Linked DNA regions of Mus musculus: all the other regions are linked to region 1. Evidence: chromatin contacts called from public HiCAR-type and HiChIP or PLAC-seq data. All regions are on one chromosome and are shown on one strand. The core of a region is the stretch at or near the end of the contact, and the rest is flanking DNA. Distances in the headings are between cores, read along the strand shown.

What was found. HiCAR-type assays count read pairs that join an accessible place to other places. HiChIP or PLAC-seq counts read pairs in DNA pulled down with a chosen protein or histone mark.
Region 2: a contact with region 1 is called in an H3K4me3 HiChIP or PLAC-seq map of embryonic forebrain, with 12 times the contacts expected there. The contact joins the enhancer-like site here to the promoter of 6530411M01Rik in region 1. A contact is called at or near these places in 1 of 15 datasets of contacts at CTCF or cohesin (pro-B cells), 4 of 484 Hi-C or Micro-C datasets (cardiomyocytes, cerebellar granule neurons, embryonic stem cells and 1 more), 17 of 115 datasets of contacts at active chromatin or transcription factors (SST interneurons, cardiomyocytes, craniofacial prominence and 10 more) and 2 of 9 other capture datasets (embryonic stem cells and embryonic tail).
Region 3: a contact with region 1 is called in an H3K27ac HiChIP or PLAC-seq map of stem cell-derived neural progenitor cells, with 3 times the contacts expected there. The contact joins the enhancer-like site here to the promoter of 6530411M01Rik in region 1. A contact is called at or near these places in 5 of 39 promoter capture datasets (cranial neural crest, embryonic stem cells, hippocampal neurons and 2 more), 5 of 484 Hi-C or Micro-C datasets (cerebral cortex, cortical neurons, embryonic stem cells and 2 more), 10 of 115 datasets of contacts at active chromatin or transcription factors (SST interneurons, differentiating embryonic stem cells, embryonic basal ganglia and 5 more) and 2 of 9 other capture datasets (embryonic stem cells and liver).
Region 4: a contact with region 1 is called in an H3K27ac HiChIP or PLAC-seq map of stem cell-derived neural progenitor cells. The contact joins the enhancer-like site here to the promoter of 6530411M01Rik in region 1. A contact is called at or near these places in 1 of 15 datasets of contacts at CTCF or cohesin (stem cell-derived epiblast-like cells), 3 of 484 Hi-C or Micro-C datasets (Sertoli cells, embryonic stem cells and nephron progenitors), 21 of 115 datasets of contacts at active chromatin or transcription factors (SST interneurons, VIP interneurons, astrocytes and 10 more) and 1 of 9 other capture datasets (embryonic stem cells).
Region 5: a HiCAR-type map of astrocytes shows a contact between it and region 1, with 5 times the contacts expected there. The contact joins the enhancer-like site here to the promoter of 6530411M01Rik in region 1. A contact is called at or near these places in 1 of 15 datasets of contacts at CTCF or cohesin (large pre-B cells), 6 of 484 Hi-C or Micro-C datasets (cerebellum, cerebral cortex, embryonic limb bud and 3 more), 14 of 115 datasets of contacts at active chromatin or transcription factors (astrocytes, differentiating embryonic stem cells, embryonic basal ganglia and 8 more) and 1 of 9 other capture datasets (embryonic stem cells).

Annotation. Positions count from the first base shown.
Region 1 is chr17:9,166,742-9,169,441 of GRCm38.p6, forward strand. It overlaps 6530411M01Rik (RIKEN cDNA 6530411M01 gene), which reads right to left and starts at 1,281. Exons shown (of 3, transcript NR_027881.1): 1 at 546-1,281. It overlaps Gm52287 (a long non-coding RNA gene), which reads left to right. Exons shown (of 2, transcript XR_003952250.1): 2 at 1-2,700.
Region 2 is chr17:9,878,486-9,881,185 of GRCm38.p6, forward strand. The region is part of intron 1 of Gm34799 (a long non-coding RNA gene); the gene reads right to left. Among named protein-coding and RNA genes, the nearest start is that of Gm34799, 27 kb to the right of the region's middle. Within about 2 kb of position 1,261, at least 52 of the 459 cell types and tissues checked have an H3K27ac peak or open chromatin away from gene starts, as enhancers often do. A contact at or near this core is called in embryonic basal ganglia, embryonic forebrain, forebrain and 2 more, where this site is marked.
Region 3 is chr17:9,680,020-9,682,821 of GRCm38.p6, forward strand. No RefSeq gene overlaps it. Among named protein-coding and RNA genes, the nearest start is that of Pabpc6, 12 kb to the left of the region's middle. Within about 2 kb of position 1,467, at least 38 of the 459 cell types and tissues checked have an H3K27ac peak or open chromatin away from gene starts, as enhancers often do. A contact at or near this core is called in SST interneurons, cerebral cortex, cortical neurons and 4 more, where this site is marked.
Region 4 is chr17:9,721,575-9,724,405 of GRCm38.p6, forward strand. It overlaps Gm34684 (a long non-coding RNA gene), which reads right to left. Exons shown (of 5, transcript XR_876393.3): 2 at 616-714. Among named protein-coding and RNA genes, the nearest start is that of Gm34684, 3.5 kb to the right of the region's middle. Within about 2 kb of position 1,372, at least 2 of the 459 cell types and tissues checked have an H3K27ac peak or open chromatin away from gene starts, as enhancers often do. A contact at or near this core is called in stem cell-derived neural progenitor cells, where this site is marked.
Region 5 is chr17:9,844,555-9,847,386 of GRCm38.p6, forward strand. Gm34799 (a long non-coding RNA gene) reads right to left here. Exons shown (of 2, transcript XR_003952248.1): 2 at 154-2,832. Among named protein-coding and RNA genes, the nearest start is that of Gm34799, 61 kb to the right of the region's middle. Within about 2 kb of position 1,372, at least 40 of the 459 cell types and tissues checked have an H3K27ac peak or open chromatin away from gene starts, as enhancers often do. A contact at or near this core is called in astrocytes, cerebellum, cerebral cortex and 2 more, where this site is marked.

The DNA of each region.
Region 1 (2,700 bases), core at 31-2,530:
TAAAATATAGATAAACTTATTATCCTTATATCTAAATATTATCTACACATACACATTCACACATGCACACTACTCCATAAGAAATGGCAGCCATTTAAAGGTAATATGTGAGATGCTTTATGAAAAAATATAGACACAGCCCATGCATCAACATTCCTCATACATGTATATGTACATAATCAAGGAGTTTACGTGAAAAATGCAAAATACAGAAAATACTGCTCTGGGTGGGTTTCATCTAGAATCCTTTTGCGTTCACACATTTCTCTAATTTCACATCGTATGATTCTGATAACAAAACAAAGGATAGACTCATTTCAGAAGCACCATTTTAGAAAAAGGTCATCTGCTCTGATAATTCTGTTCAGAAATGAACGGGGTCGGGGGTTTGGGGGTGTGGCCCACATGACACATTTCTAGGGCTCTTTTGTGCTTGATTTTGTCCCTCTGAGACAGCACAGTGGGCAGAGGAGCCCAAAGGGAACAGGCACAGCACACTCAGAGTTCCCCTCCCCCACTTTGCTCTCTGAAACTCTGCAGCCAACCTTATTGAATTCCTCGTAGCGATCCTGCCCAGTGCCCCGCTGTGGCCCAGCTGCTTTCCGGCACCCTCTCTGATAACAGAGAGAGGGCGCCCCACACCTGCTTCTGAGACTGGCTCCTTAGGGATGTTACTGTTGCCTCCTGGATCCTGTGCATGCTTGAGAAGGATCCCCGGAACGAGACATTATTATTTTCTCTTTTCTTCGCGGAAAAGAGGCTAAAAATAGGCACAGAAGCACCTTACAGCCTCCAGGCTAGTGGCTGGAAAGTCACCGTTCAGAGGTTAACGCGCCAGCATTAAGACAAAGTAAAGTAGCGAGCGCTCGCGATGTCACGGACTTGCAGAGTAAATAGGGGAGACAGGCTGCTCTGACGTGCTGAATTTATGAACTTTACTGTTCTGCTCCACCCAGAGCGCTCCCCTGCACTCATGGGATGCTGTTGCTGCATTTGCAAGCCACTGTCTCTTTCACCTCTGAGGCGCTGCATTTGCAAGCCACTGTCTTTCACCTCTGAGGCCTGGGAACCACAGCTCCCCTGGGGTCGCTCCTTGCATGGCTTCCGGAGCCTCCAGGGATCTTCAGGTCTCTCCAGGAACAATGCTGTGAGCCCGAAACTGCATTGTCTCAGCCGGATGTTTTGAGGAGGATCCAGGGCACGTTTGCCAGCTTCTAAACAGCATAGCACAACAGCCCCGCTTCTGTGAGTCTCTGCTTTGTGAATCTGCTTTCTGGACTTGTCCTTGCTCAGCACCCAAATTAGCTTAACAAGCTACGGAAATCTCAGCTCGACCTGGAGGCAGCAGTGGCAAGACAGAAACAGAGCTCCGAATCAATTGGCCAGAGGCGTGGGGGGTGGGGGAAGACAAAAGAAACATTGTGTCAAATTTATTTTCTGTACTCTTGGGATTGCAAGGAGAGCCTGAAAATGCTCACAGCGAGAGTGACTAGGGCCGGCTTGGATTTTTAGCTAAAATAAACCATATTCATGTCAAACTGCAAAGGGCACATTGGTTTACCGCGCGAGGGCAAAGAAGACAAACGGCGAAGTAGCGGCATCAAATAATGATCTGAAATTTACCACGGGTTCGCTCGGTACATCCTTCCCTAACTCGTGTATATTTCATTTAAATGTATCCATCAGTTTAAATAGGGCACTAGGTCCGTCCCGCCCTCCACCTGTGCTCTCAATGTTTCTCTGCGTGTCTGCCAGTTTGTGGGATGCCTGCAGCTAAGATGAATCAGAATACAAAGAGAGGGCTGACAGGTTCGTGTATGCCCAAGGTGAGCTGTGACCTAAAATGAGACTAGTTCTAAGGAAAGATGGATCACATGTGTCATGCATGCTGGACCAGCAGATGGCAGCAGAGCTCTGGGCTCCCACCACAGTGAAACTCCGTTCCCTCATCAGAGTGGTCCTATGTGCCCTCTGTGTCACTGACCCCAGAACAACATCTTTGATTTATAATCATACATGACTAGCATCTATCCCTTTTACTACAAATCTATGACATTAATTCAGAGGTCACCATTCTCTGAATGGGACATCCTGCTTACATAAAAAAGAAAAATAAAGTTTAAAGGCGTGGGGGAAATCACAGAACAAAATAGGGGGTATGTGTGTTTCCCCCGTCTTTGAGCTTCTTAGTCTATATTACCCCACAACCAAAACACAATATGTTGGTTGAAAGTGTTTTTTTTGCAACTAGTTCCTAGCATGAGGAAGCATAAGCCTTTAATTTCATCATCTGGGAAACAGAGACAGGAAGATGTCTGTGAGCTCAAGGCCAGCCTGGTTTGCATAATGAGTTCTGGGTCAGCCAGGTACAAAATGAGACCCTGTCTAACAACAAACAAACAAACAAACAACTCTTGCTTGGTTGACCATTCACAATCTCCCCATATTTAATAAAAATTTACCCCCAGAACTATTTTGAAATACCCTCTAACATAATATGATTAGAGATAGTGCCCAGAGCCAAATTTCACTTTGTCCTTAAAACCGCAGTCAGAGATTCTCCAGGTCTTCCCAGCTGTATTTTAATGGTTTAATGATTTTTCAAAGTAGAGGAGTTTGGGAAATTATAGGATTTAACAAATTGATGGCAGTTGGCCTTGTACAGGTTTAATTAAATTAGGGTTTAATTGACGAGATGGA
Region 2 (2,700 bases), core at 11-2,510, 710 kb after region 1:
TCAAGCTCCCACAATACACTGGGCTCTCCTGTCAGATTTCAATTCGCTTCTGACGACCTAGTCGCCTGTAGCCCAGAGCCATACTGATTGGATTTCAGTGGCTTTAGAGCATGTATCTGTGCTGTGTCTGGCTTGCACCTCTCAGCTCATTCCTTGTCATTCTTCAAAAATCATTCTTCCAAGAGTGGGAAAGCTTTTTTTTTCATTGGCTTTCAAAATTATGCTTGTGAATTTGGGGCGGGCAGCACTTTAATAACCTTTAACTTTATACAAAAATAATTTTTCTGTTTTGTGAAGATATTATTTCATTTCTTTAAGTGTCTGTTATCTTTCCTGACAACCCAGTTGGTCTTGTGATTAACTGAATTTATGGATATTTTATGTTAACTGCCTTTACTGTGTAACAGAATGGTTGCTTTGCTTATTTTAATTTCTAGCTAGTTACTACTAGCTACAGAAAGATATTGATTGGGACGTGTGTCACAGCTAATTACTTTACCAAATTTATTAAACGCAATAACTTTTTAAATTGGACTATTTTGAATCTTACAGATTTATACTCAAATCAACAGCCAAAAAGAATAATTTTGTCTCTTCTTTATCAGCCTTTTAATTATTATTTCCTTTTCTTATCCTCTGAAATATCAGATAATTGTGACAGTAATTACCTTTGTCTTGTTCATAATTTTAGTGGGAATGAATTTAGCCTTTTACCATTTACAATAATATCTTCTGGGTTTGCTGGTTTGTAATAATTGTCTCTTACAAATTTAAATTATTTCTTCCTAATTCTGATTTGCTTAAATGTGTTATTTTTAAGAACTCCTAAACTTTTATCAAATGTCCTTTTAAAATGTGTTAGCGTGGTGTATTTTCCTCTTTAAATAGGTTGGTATGGCGAATTTTTGTTGACACATTTCTAAAATTTGCTGCTTAAAAAAATATGTGATTTGAAGTCACGCAGTGGGATATTAGTTGTTGCTTTTAGGTCAGAATTTCTGTACTTGTTAGTGTAGCCAGGATGGTTCCTGGGTTTGCTTTCTGGCAGCCTGCATCATCTTCCACAGGAGAACTTCTGGGCTGCTTACCTCTGTGGCAGCCTCTTCTGGGGTCCTAATTCCCACCCACCACTGGGCAGTTAGTTAGTGGATGTGCCCTTTGCTCTCTAATTCCAAGTCTACCACCAAGCCTAACCGCTGTGGGCATCCGCAGCTCTGTGTTGGCATACAAACAAGGCCTCTTTGTGCTCAGATGATGTCATGGGTATGAACGTGACAAGAAAACAAGTGCCTCAGAATCCTACCATTGCAATGTTCTCAAGAGAAAGAGAACAGACCCAGATTCCTCACGGGGGCAAGGCCACTGCACGAAATGTGACTTTGAAGGCTTTGGAAAGAGCTGGGAACCAGGACAATGACACTGTGGGGTGAACATTTGTTTTGTAAAGGAAAAGGAATCCAAGCCCGGTCCTCAACAGCCAACGCCATGGGAACTCGAAGGGGTTTGTTCCCTCTCCACATCCTTCAGCACATCTACAGCCCCACTGCCCACCTGCTAGGAAGCAAGCTAAAATACACAGAATACCCAAGAAGGGCCTTTGGCTTGCCTCCCCAGCCTCCCCTCTGGTCGGCATTGGCCCTCGGGCTAGACTGCTTGGATAGCATTGCAGTGCAGTACGAGCATGCAAGCCTGACGTTTGAGAATGTACTTTCAACCTCTATGTCTGGAACCTGAAGGAAAACACTGCCCATCTTCCCAGCCGATGGGTTTCTGGACTGTGAGAGGCTCAGAAAGCTCGCACACTGGACTATGCTTGGTGAAGCCCCCATAGTAAACCGAAGACAGCATGGGACAGGCCAAGAGAGTTAGGTCTAGGTAAGGCCCACACCCCTCTGGCATTTCTAGAACTCGATGTGAGTATACTGCCAGCTGCTTTCCCCCCAGCAAGAGAATATGAGCGTTCATAATCTTCCGGACTTCAGCCCATACCTGAAGCACCTGGAACACAGGCGTCTGTGCAGCATCTTCTGAGCCCTGAGAAATAATATACGAAGCCGAGACCCTAGGAAGCCATGACTAGTCTCAAGTCAGACCCACAGAAATGGGCAGAGAACATTGAGGACAAATCCTGTGCAGGGATGCTGTCTAAAGCACTGGGGAGGTGTCCTGTGTGTTAGAAAGAACTCTGTGTTCGCTGAATTGCAAGTCATCTGACACAAATGGGCAGTGAAAGAGACCCCCTTCCTACACAAAGTACACAGACTCTTGCTGCTTAAACACATAAGTTATTTTGCTTTAGTAAATAGTATCTATTTTTTATTACTATAGCAATGCATGTTTGGGTGAATACAAATTAAATAATTTTTTGGAAAATAGTTGAAAATTCCTCATTATCCCACAGCTCATAGTACTGCCATGATCGCTCTGTGGGCACCTCTGGTTGGTGTTTCTCACTCCACATAAACTCAGCTATCTGTTCAGGAGCTAACATAACACATACACACACACATGTACATACATATATGCATACATACACACTATACATATGTACAGACACATGCACATATACACATGCACACAAAGGAACACACACAGACACACATATACATACATATACACACACATACATACACACATGAACCCACAAACACTCACAGAAACATGCACACACATACACACATGTACACACACACATGCACA
Region 3 (2,802 bases), core at 217-2,716, 510 kb after region 1:
ACAGGGAGGGTGTGTGTGTGTGTGTGTGTGTGTGTGTGTGTGCATACACACAGGGAGGGTGTGTGTGTGTGTGTGTGTGTGTGTGTGTGTGTGCATACACACAGGGAGGGTGTGTGTGTGTGTGTGTATGTGTGTGTGTGTGTATGTGCATACACACAGGGAGGGTGTGTGTGTGTGTGTGTGTGTGTGTGTGTGTGCATACACACAGGGAGGGTGTGTGTGTGTGTGTGTGTGTGTGTGCATACACACAGGGAGGGTGTGTGTGTGTGTGTGTATGTGTGTGTGTGTGCATACACACAGGGAGGGTGTGTGTGTGTGTGTGTGTGTGTGTGTGTGTGCATACACACAGGGAGGGTGTGTGTGTGTGTGTGTGTGTGTGTGTGTGTGCATACACACAGGGAGGGTGTGTGTGTGTGTGTGTGTGTGTGTGTGTGTGTGCATACACACAGGGAGGGTGTGTGTGTGTGTGTGTGTGTGTGTGTGTGTGTGTGTGTGTGTGCATACACACAGGGAGGGTGTGTGTGTGTGTGTGTGTGCATACATGTGCACATGCATGATGTATGTGCATGTATGTATGTATGTTCATGTGGATACATGTGGTTTCCTCCAAGGCTAAAACACAACCACATTCAACAACAAAGCTTTTCCTACGATGGAAAAGCTTCTGATATTGTCACTGCCATCAGTTCCATTTTACACTGCTTATGTCACCACACCCACACTAAAACCTCTACTTCTGCAGAGAACAGTCCTCCGAGAAGCCAAGCCAGGATCATCCAAATGTCTGGCTTTAACATAACACGGTTGTGGGTAACCAGTGGCCGCTGCCATTTTTGCAAACCAGTGCTTAGGAAGCACTTTATTTTGGTGGCCAAGTGTTCTGCTTTGCTAGTTTACTCAGAGGGGTTCTTCTCCCTCAGGCCAGTGCAGCACGCTGCATCTCCCATCTAGACGCTCGAATATGTATGAGGGGGTGACAAAGACTGATCTGTCTGTGGAGAACTGAAATGTGAGCGTCTGCCACAATGCTCCTGAAAGAAATTAGACTCATCAGCTGGAATGATTCATAATGATGCCTGTGTTTGCTCTCAGAATGTTAAGGGAATCGACCACCCACTTCATCGTCAAATGAACTTTTTTATTTCACCCTACAAACCCCTATTCTCTCAATAATATAGATTTTTTAATAGACATATCTCTCCAAACGGTCCCACCAGCTCAAGCAAAGACAAATTATAACGAGCTAATATTTTTTGATTAATGCTAGGTTTTGTACCTGAACTCAGGAGCATAAATATCTCCTTTAAAGTGATACTGCCTGCAAATAAGATCAAATCAAATTCCAAAGCACTTTGTTAATGAAAAGTATTGATTTTTATACCATTTGGTCCAAACCACTGCCAATTTCCATGCATTTGCCATCCTTTTGAACAATGAGCTTATGCCATTAAGACCTGCAGATGCCCTTCCATTCCTCCTTCTCCATGGCTTGCTCTTTTCTCCTCTCAAGATCCAGGACTCAGCTCTATGTCTCCTTGTGCCTGTTCTCCAAGGATCTCCATCATCCCCTACAGCATGGAAAATTACTCCTAGGTGGGCAGCTTTCCCATCATCATCTCTGCAAAACACTGAAGTGGGTGACTTATCTTTTCTAGCTTCTTCTCACATTACCCTCACTCTTCTTCTACAGTCTGAGGGCTGAGAGCCTACTGTCAAAGTCTAATTGCCTTCAGAAACCTAGACAAACATCCAAGTCAAACTTTCTAACACCCCCCCCGGCCCCCCGGCCTTTTCAGGTAATCTCCATACTGTCTTGCAATCCAGACAAACTGACTGTCATGCTTCAGTTTCAGAGGTCAGTGTCACCACAGAGTGTTGTGTTTTGAAGGATGCATGAGGTAGAGTAAGCTGGGTAGGTGCTGGGGCACAAGTTGACTTGGGCAACTGAGTATAACCCATCAAAGCTAAGCCAGTGACTATAGAAAAATCACAGAAAATTCACTGGGTGTGCACTTCCATGTGCGTGTGTGCGTGTGTGTGTGTGTGTGTGTGTGAGTGAGTGTGTGTGTAGCTTGTGGAATAGGCTAGCCTGGATAACCAGGAAGCTTCAGGGTTTGGCCTTTCTCTACCTCTACAATGCTGGGGTTGCAAGTTTGTACCACCACTCCTGGATTTCATAGTGTTGGCTTTGAATTGAATTCAAGTTCTCAAGTTTTCATGGAGGATACTGGGCCATCTCAACAGGCTACCAACATTATGCCCTTAGGTCGTAACTATACATCATGTGTGACATCTCATGTGAATCTAACACTTATTTGGCTTCAGTGTATTTATACTTTCACCACCTAGGTTATAAACTCCCTAAGAAATGCTGAAACAAAGGTTTGCTTAGATACCTGGGAAGGTGTGCTGGTTAGCTTTTGACAACTTGACATGAATCTAGATATATCTATGAAGAGAGAAACTCAGTTTGGGAAATGCTTCAGTCAAATTGGCCTGTGGGGCATTTTCTTAATTGCTAATTAATATATAAGGGCTTATCCCACTGTGGGCAATGCCAACCCAAGGAAGGTGGGCCTGGGTTCTATGAGAATGGTAGATGAACAAGGCAGAGGAAACAGGCTAGTGAGCAGTATTCTTGCATGGTTTCTGCTTCAAGCTTGTGCCTTCAGTTCCTTCAGTGCTTGACTATAACTTGTAAGATGAAATATCTCTTGTCATGCCCAAGTTGGCTTTTACCAGCATTTTATCACAGCAACACAGAAAGGGCAATAAAATTGTATTTCCCCCCAAAGACACTGA
Region 4 (2,831 bases), core at 122-2,621, 550 kb after region 1:
GAGATGGGTCTTTGTGGTCACTTCCCTCTAGCTCTATAGTTGGATCCCACCTTCTTGGGCTAGGAGTCAGAATGGGCTTCCTGGGCACTGTACTAATGTCTCACATTTCAGATAATTCTGAGCAATATAGCCAAGGTTTGAACTTGGTATGCCATAGACATCTGCAAGTAAGTACTGGATTAAAAAAAATATATCAATGGATGGATAGATGAACAGATAGATGGAGTGAAAGACAGATGAAAAAATATGCCTTATTCCATTTTGGCTGTGAGAAACATTCAACATGACTGTCAGTCAAGGCCAGCAGGCAAATTGTTACCTTCTTTTATGACTTCTGACCCATGAACTCTAGACTTCTAAGACAAAGAACTGGCATTCACCCTGATATTACCTATTCTCAAATTTACCCTAAACGTGTTAAATTTAGACAAAGGGCATGATTAATTGTCATTGTCGGGTGGACCACTTTAGAAATGAGCATTTTCAGACCTGAAATAAATATGTTGTGTGTGAAATGGATTGACTGTGAACTTCAGTATGTCTGCTTGAGTCAATGTTCAGTTACTGGGACAAAATGCTAGTGAAAGCAATTTAAAAGGAAGAAATCTATTTTACCACATGGTTTCTGAGGCCTCAATCATTGTGACTCCGTTGCAGTGGGCCTCTGAGGAGTCCAGCTGTTTATGGAAGAGGAGGCTCTTCATTTCATGGTGTCTAGGGAGAGAGAAGGGGTCACAGAAAACGGATTATCCAACAAAGCCCCACACCCTACTTACTACCGCTTCTTAATAATGCTGTCAACTTATGAATCCACAAATGGATCATGCACGGGTGAAGTAAGAGCCTTGGGATACGTTCATTCAAAAGTTCATCACCTGAGAAGCAAACCTGCAACACACGAGCCTTTGAGGGGCATACTATGTATACAAGCCACAAAAGGACCCTACGCTGTAAGGACCACACATGTTAAGTGAACACGAGTCACTCAAAGATGCTGCCAATTCTTTTTAAAATATCAGTGCTGAGTTAGAAGTCTTTCCCTTTGTTGTGTATCAAAATAATTTTAAGCCACTCATAGTACAAATGACATTTCTTTTTCAAATGCCATCTTTCAGTTTTTAATCAGCAACTACAGGATATTCCCAGAAAACAACAAATCATAACCTCACATGGGGAGAAGCTCAGACCGGTGGGGTGGAGAACTTTGGAAGTGTGTTGTACCTTAAGACATACTGGGCATTTAAACTACAAAAGGAGGCTACAAACTGCTAATCTGCAGATGAAAGGAAGAATGCCCGCAGCCTTCATTTGCATTTGAACTGGTGATAAATGAGTTTTCTACCTCCATTTGAGTTCACTTCTCTGCAAGAGGCACATCAGAAACAATGCAATCTGAGCTTCAAGGCAAGTCAGGTTCCCAAGAGAACATGAACCCTATTTACACCCCGGTAACACAAGAACATATTTCCCTGACAGAATGTCAAGCAGTCAACGATGAAAGATGAAATTACAGGGTGGGGCTGAACAGGACACTTTATCGATGCTAGGAGGTGGAGAAACATACACACACACACATTAATATTTTTTGGCCCCCTTCCAAAATATTCAGCAATGAGAAATAGGTAAGATCAGAAAAAAAAATTTTTTTTGACACAAAGAGATTTGGGGTAACAGAAATAACCTCATCTTTTCCAACCCACCATTAAGGTCTGGGTCATCCATCTACATAAGAAATGGGAGTCTGGCTAATGAGAAATTCCCACACTGAAAGGGGGACTGAGTAAATCTCATTCAAGTTGTAATTTGAATTTAATGCCTCGTCTATAAAACAAACAAAGCATCATAAAATGTTAAATGGTACATAGTGAATCAGGAAAATGCAAAAATTTTTTTTTTAAAAGTGCCTAGCCTGCTTTATTCCAAAGAGAGTGTTCCCTGCTCAGAAGAGCTGAGCTCACCAGGGCACGGTCTCTCTTCCAGCTCAGCTTTCTCAGAACCTGCTGAGTCAGTTGGAAATATCTTTTTCTTTTCACTATTTTAATCATGTCACCAAGTACGCAGGCTTGAAAGTTGACATTGCCATGTTTCAGAGGGCTCTACCCACTCTTGGCAGACAGCCTGGGATTTCACAATAAACAACTTTATTATCCAGTGCCTCTATTTGCACAGAAAAGTCCTTTCCTTTTCGTGAGTTGGGCGATTCACACACCATTGTCTTAGTTATTCTCTGTGCAGAAAGCTGTACCTTGTGTTTAGTTGCCATGTTGTCTGGGGGTAAGAAAAAAAAATTGGGGTTTTAAAATTGTGTCTGTATGTTGGATCTCCAACTCTCCTATCTGGAACCATAAGGGGCCCTGGGGAAGACTACTTGTCGCAACACATACTGATGTGTTTTTAAAAAAAGATAAAGAGGTATAAGAATATGTTCTATAGGGGTGTGGTGCGGTATGGGGGAAGGGAGTGCCTCAGAGGGCCCATGCAGAGGCATCACTTCCCCATGAGGGACTAGTCACATGACAGTATAGTATAAAATAGAGTTTATTCAGGGCACAGGGAGGAGAGTTAAGAGGGTAGTAGAGGCAGAGAAAAGCAGAGAGGGAGAGAGTAGAGAAGTAGAGGCGGGGGGTGGGGGGGATAAAGGGAATGGGGAGCAAGGGGGAGCAAGAGAGCAAGAGGCAAGAGAGAGAGGCAAGAGAGAGAGGAAGGGGCAAGCAGCCTCTTTTATAGTGAGTCAGGCCTACATGGCTGTTGCCAGGTAACTGTGGGGTGGAGTTTAGACAGAATGCTAAATATACTGTACTGTGACCCAGCGGGTAAGCTTTGGATCCTAG
Region 5 (2,832 bases), core at 122-2,621, 680 kb after region 1:
AATGAGACAGGACTAGGATAGGGTTAGAAACCCCCTGGCCCTATAAGCCAAGACAAAGGGAGAGGGCACAGAAATGGCTGTACTATGCTTCCAAGCATGTCAATGTCAAGGCTTCTCCTAATAAATCAGGGCTGTGAACAGATCGCAACACACTCTGAGACACTAGCGGACACTTGTTGATGTCAAGTACCTCGAGGCCTTCACACTATACCTGCATCAGAGCATCAAAGCTTGAGAAGTGGATGCATTTCAATGGAGCCACTTACTCTTTCATTTCAAGTATATTCCTCAATAGATTCTTCAAGTCAAACAAAGGTACAATTAATTGAATCATAGACACTGAAGAGCACAGAAATAGAACCACAGATGAGAGCTCTATTCACACTCTAATTGCTTCCTGCAAACATAGGCCTCTCCAGACACCACTGCCTTAAACTGTACCTGTGCACCCATAACCCTATAAACCAAAAGCAAACAACAGCCACATATGTGGACCAAACACACTTTCAGCCCTATGCAAACATTAGGAATCTAGATCTCCATAGACCAAGTTGCTTACAGTAGTGTTGTCAAAAGGCAGAGGACTTGTCCCAATACAAACCATAAAACTAGGAAGTTTAGTATGCAGTTGGGTGAATCACAGAAGATTGTGACCATTCTAAGACAGTGAGGAGATGGCTCCGTGGCTGCAGTACTTGCTACATACGCATAGGAATCTGAGCTTGGGTCTGCAGCATCCATATGAAAGGCTGCTGGTAGCAATACACAGCTGTAACCCGGCATGGGGCAAGGACCCTGGGGGCCCCATGACCAGCTAATTCAACAGACATAGTGAGCTTCCAGGTTCAGTGAAAGAGTGTCTAAAAAAAAAAAAAAATCAGTCAGCAAAGCAATGGACAGAGGCAGCTCAATGTTAATGCTGGCCTCTACACATTCTTGCACACATGAGAGAACCTGCACAAATACAGATACACACATACTTACAGGAAAACTGGGATTACATGTGGGCAAGATGTTTCATACCACACTGCTGTTGGTGCTTAAGGAAATGGCAGGTCACCTGACATGGTTGTCATGCTCCAATACCACCTCCAGATGGCATAAAGACCATCTCAGCCTTGATCCACAAAGGAAGGGCCAGGGGCACTATGGATCTCTCCCTACTGTACTTTAGGATTTAATGTTTGAAGCACACGCAAAAGTCTGTGGTCCAGCATTGACTTAGTTCTGCCAGAGCCGGGGACCTGGGAATGGTGGTTTTGTCCTGGATAACTGGGGAACCACCAGCTGAGTGCATCCCAGGCTGAGCACTACATGAAGCCAGAAATGTTTTTCAGAAAGCAAGAACAGGAACGAGATTGACTTGTTTGTCTGCAGCCACGATGAGTCATTTGGCTGTGAATAGTTGCTGTTGGCTATGAATGGCCACTGTTGATAGAGGGGCAGAAGAAATATCAGATTCTTCCAGCATCTAAGTGTTGAGTCCAGGAGTCAGGCATAAAAAGTGTTTGGGGGAACTACTGCTGACCCTTGCCAAATTTTATTCGTTCATGGCAAAATGAGGGGGAAAAAATGACAGAAGGAGTTTTCTGTAAACTTAAATACAGTCATGAATATTGTCTTATTTGAGAAATTAATTTTCCATCCTGCCTTCCATGTCAAATATCCTTTTCCTTGTGCAATTATAATGCTCTGTAAGATAGAGTAGCTATTTGATTTTGTTTATGATGTCCTTGCTGGCAAAACATGAGATGGGTGACACTGTCAGTCTGCACTTTCTCTCTCAGGCTTTTACCAGCTGGGAAATGGAAAAGTGAAGCCGAGAGAGAGAGCAGGAAGGCAGCTGCCATGAGGGGTGAGGGGCCTTTACTCTCTTTCATTATAAACTTTTGGCAAAAATGACTGAATTGTCTCAGCAACACCCAAGAGCTCTGGTGAGTGGCTGGCTCTGTGTGTGTGTGGGGGGGGGGGGGGGGGGGCTGAGCACCGGAGTGTCCTCCTTTGCCTCCTAGGCCTCCATTTATGTTCTAGGCCAGAAAAATAGATGGAGGACCTTTTTAACATGGAGCACAAGGTATTAAACAAATGTCACTATGTCAAGCGCCTATGTCCCTCATTAGAATTAAAATCCACAGTGTCCTCATCTTTCTAAACACAAGTCATGCCAAGATGCAGTTCTAAGGACAGGAGGCAGGCAACGTGCTCTGCGGATGAGTCTGGAGAAGAGTGTGGGTGAGGGGCTGTGATTAGTGTTTCTTGGTTCAAAGTTGCCTCCCGATCACTTCCTCTCTGGGAGTCTCTTTCCAGCCAGTTTCTCTTAAGTCTTTTAGAGCAGCGCGTCCTTCACCTCCTGGAATTTGCTGTTTCCTTTGTTTTTTGCTCTCTTGACCTACAGCAGTTCATCTCTCTAACCAGGGCCACTTGCTATAGAGCGTTTCCATCTCCAAACGTCTGGCACAGGTTGGACCGGAGACAAGCATGTCTTCTTCAGTTTAACTGTCTGGCGGGACAGACCCCTCCCACCAGAGTCCTGTAAATGGGTTCACCCGCACCTCTGTTCTTGCATCGAACAGGTCTGCCTATGACCCCATGCTTCTCTCTTGGCAATCATTTGCTCAGTCACTCAACAGATTTTATTCTCGAAAGTATGTGAAGAAGTGGCTGTGTTCTCAACATGTGTGATGCTCTCATCCTCAGTGGCTTAAATGTCTCTCCCTCACAGGAGAATGCCTTGAAGGAGGTGGTGTGGCCATTGCCATTTCCAGTGCTTGGCACAGAGTGTATATGTAGACAGTGCTCTGACAAAGAGAAAACAGCGTAATCATGTCCTTT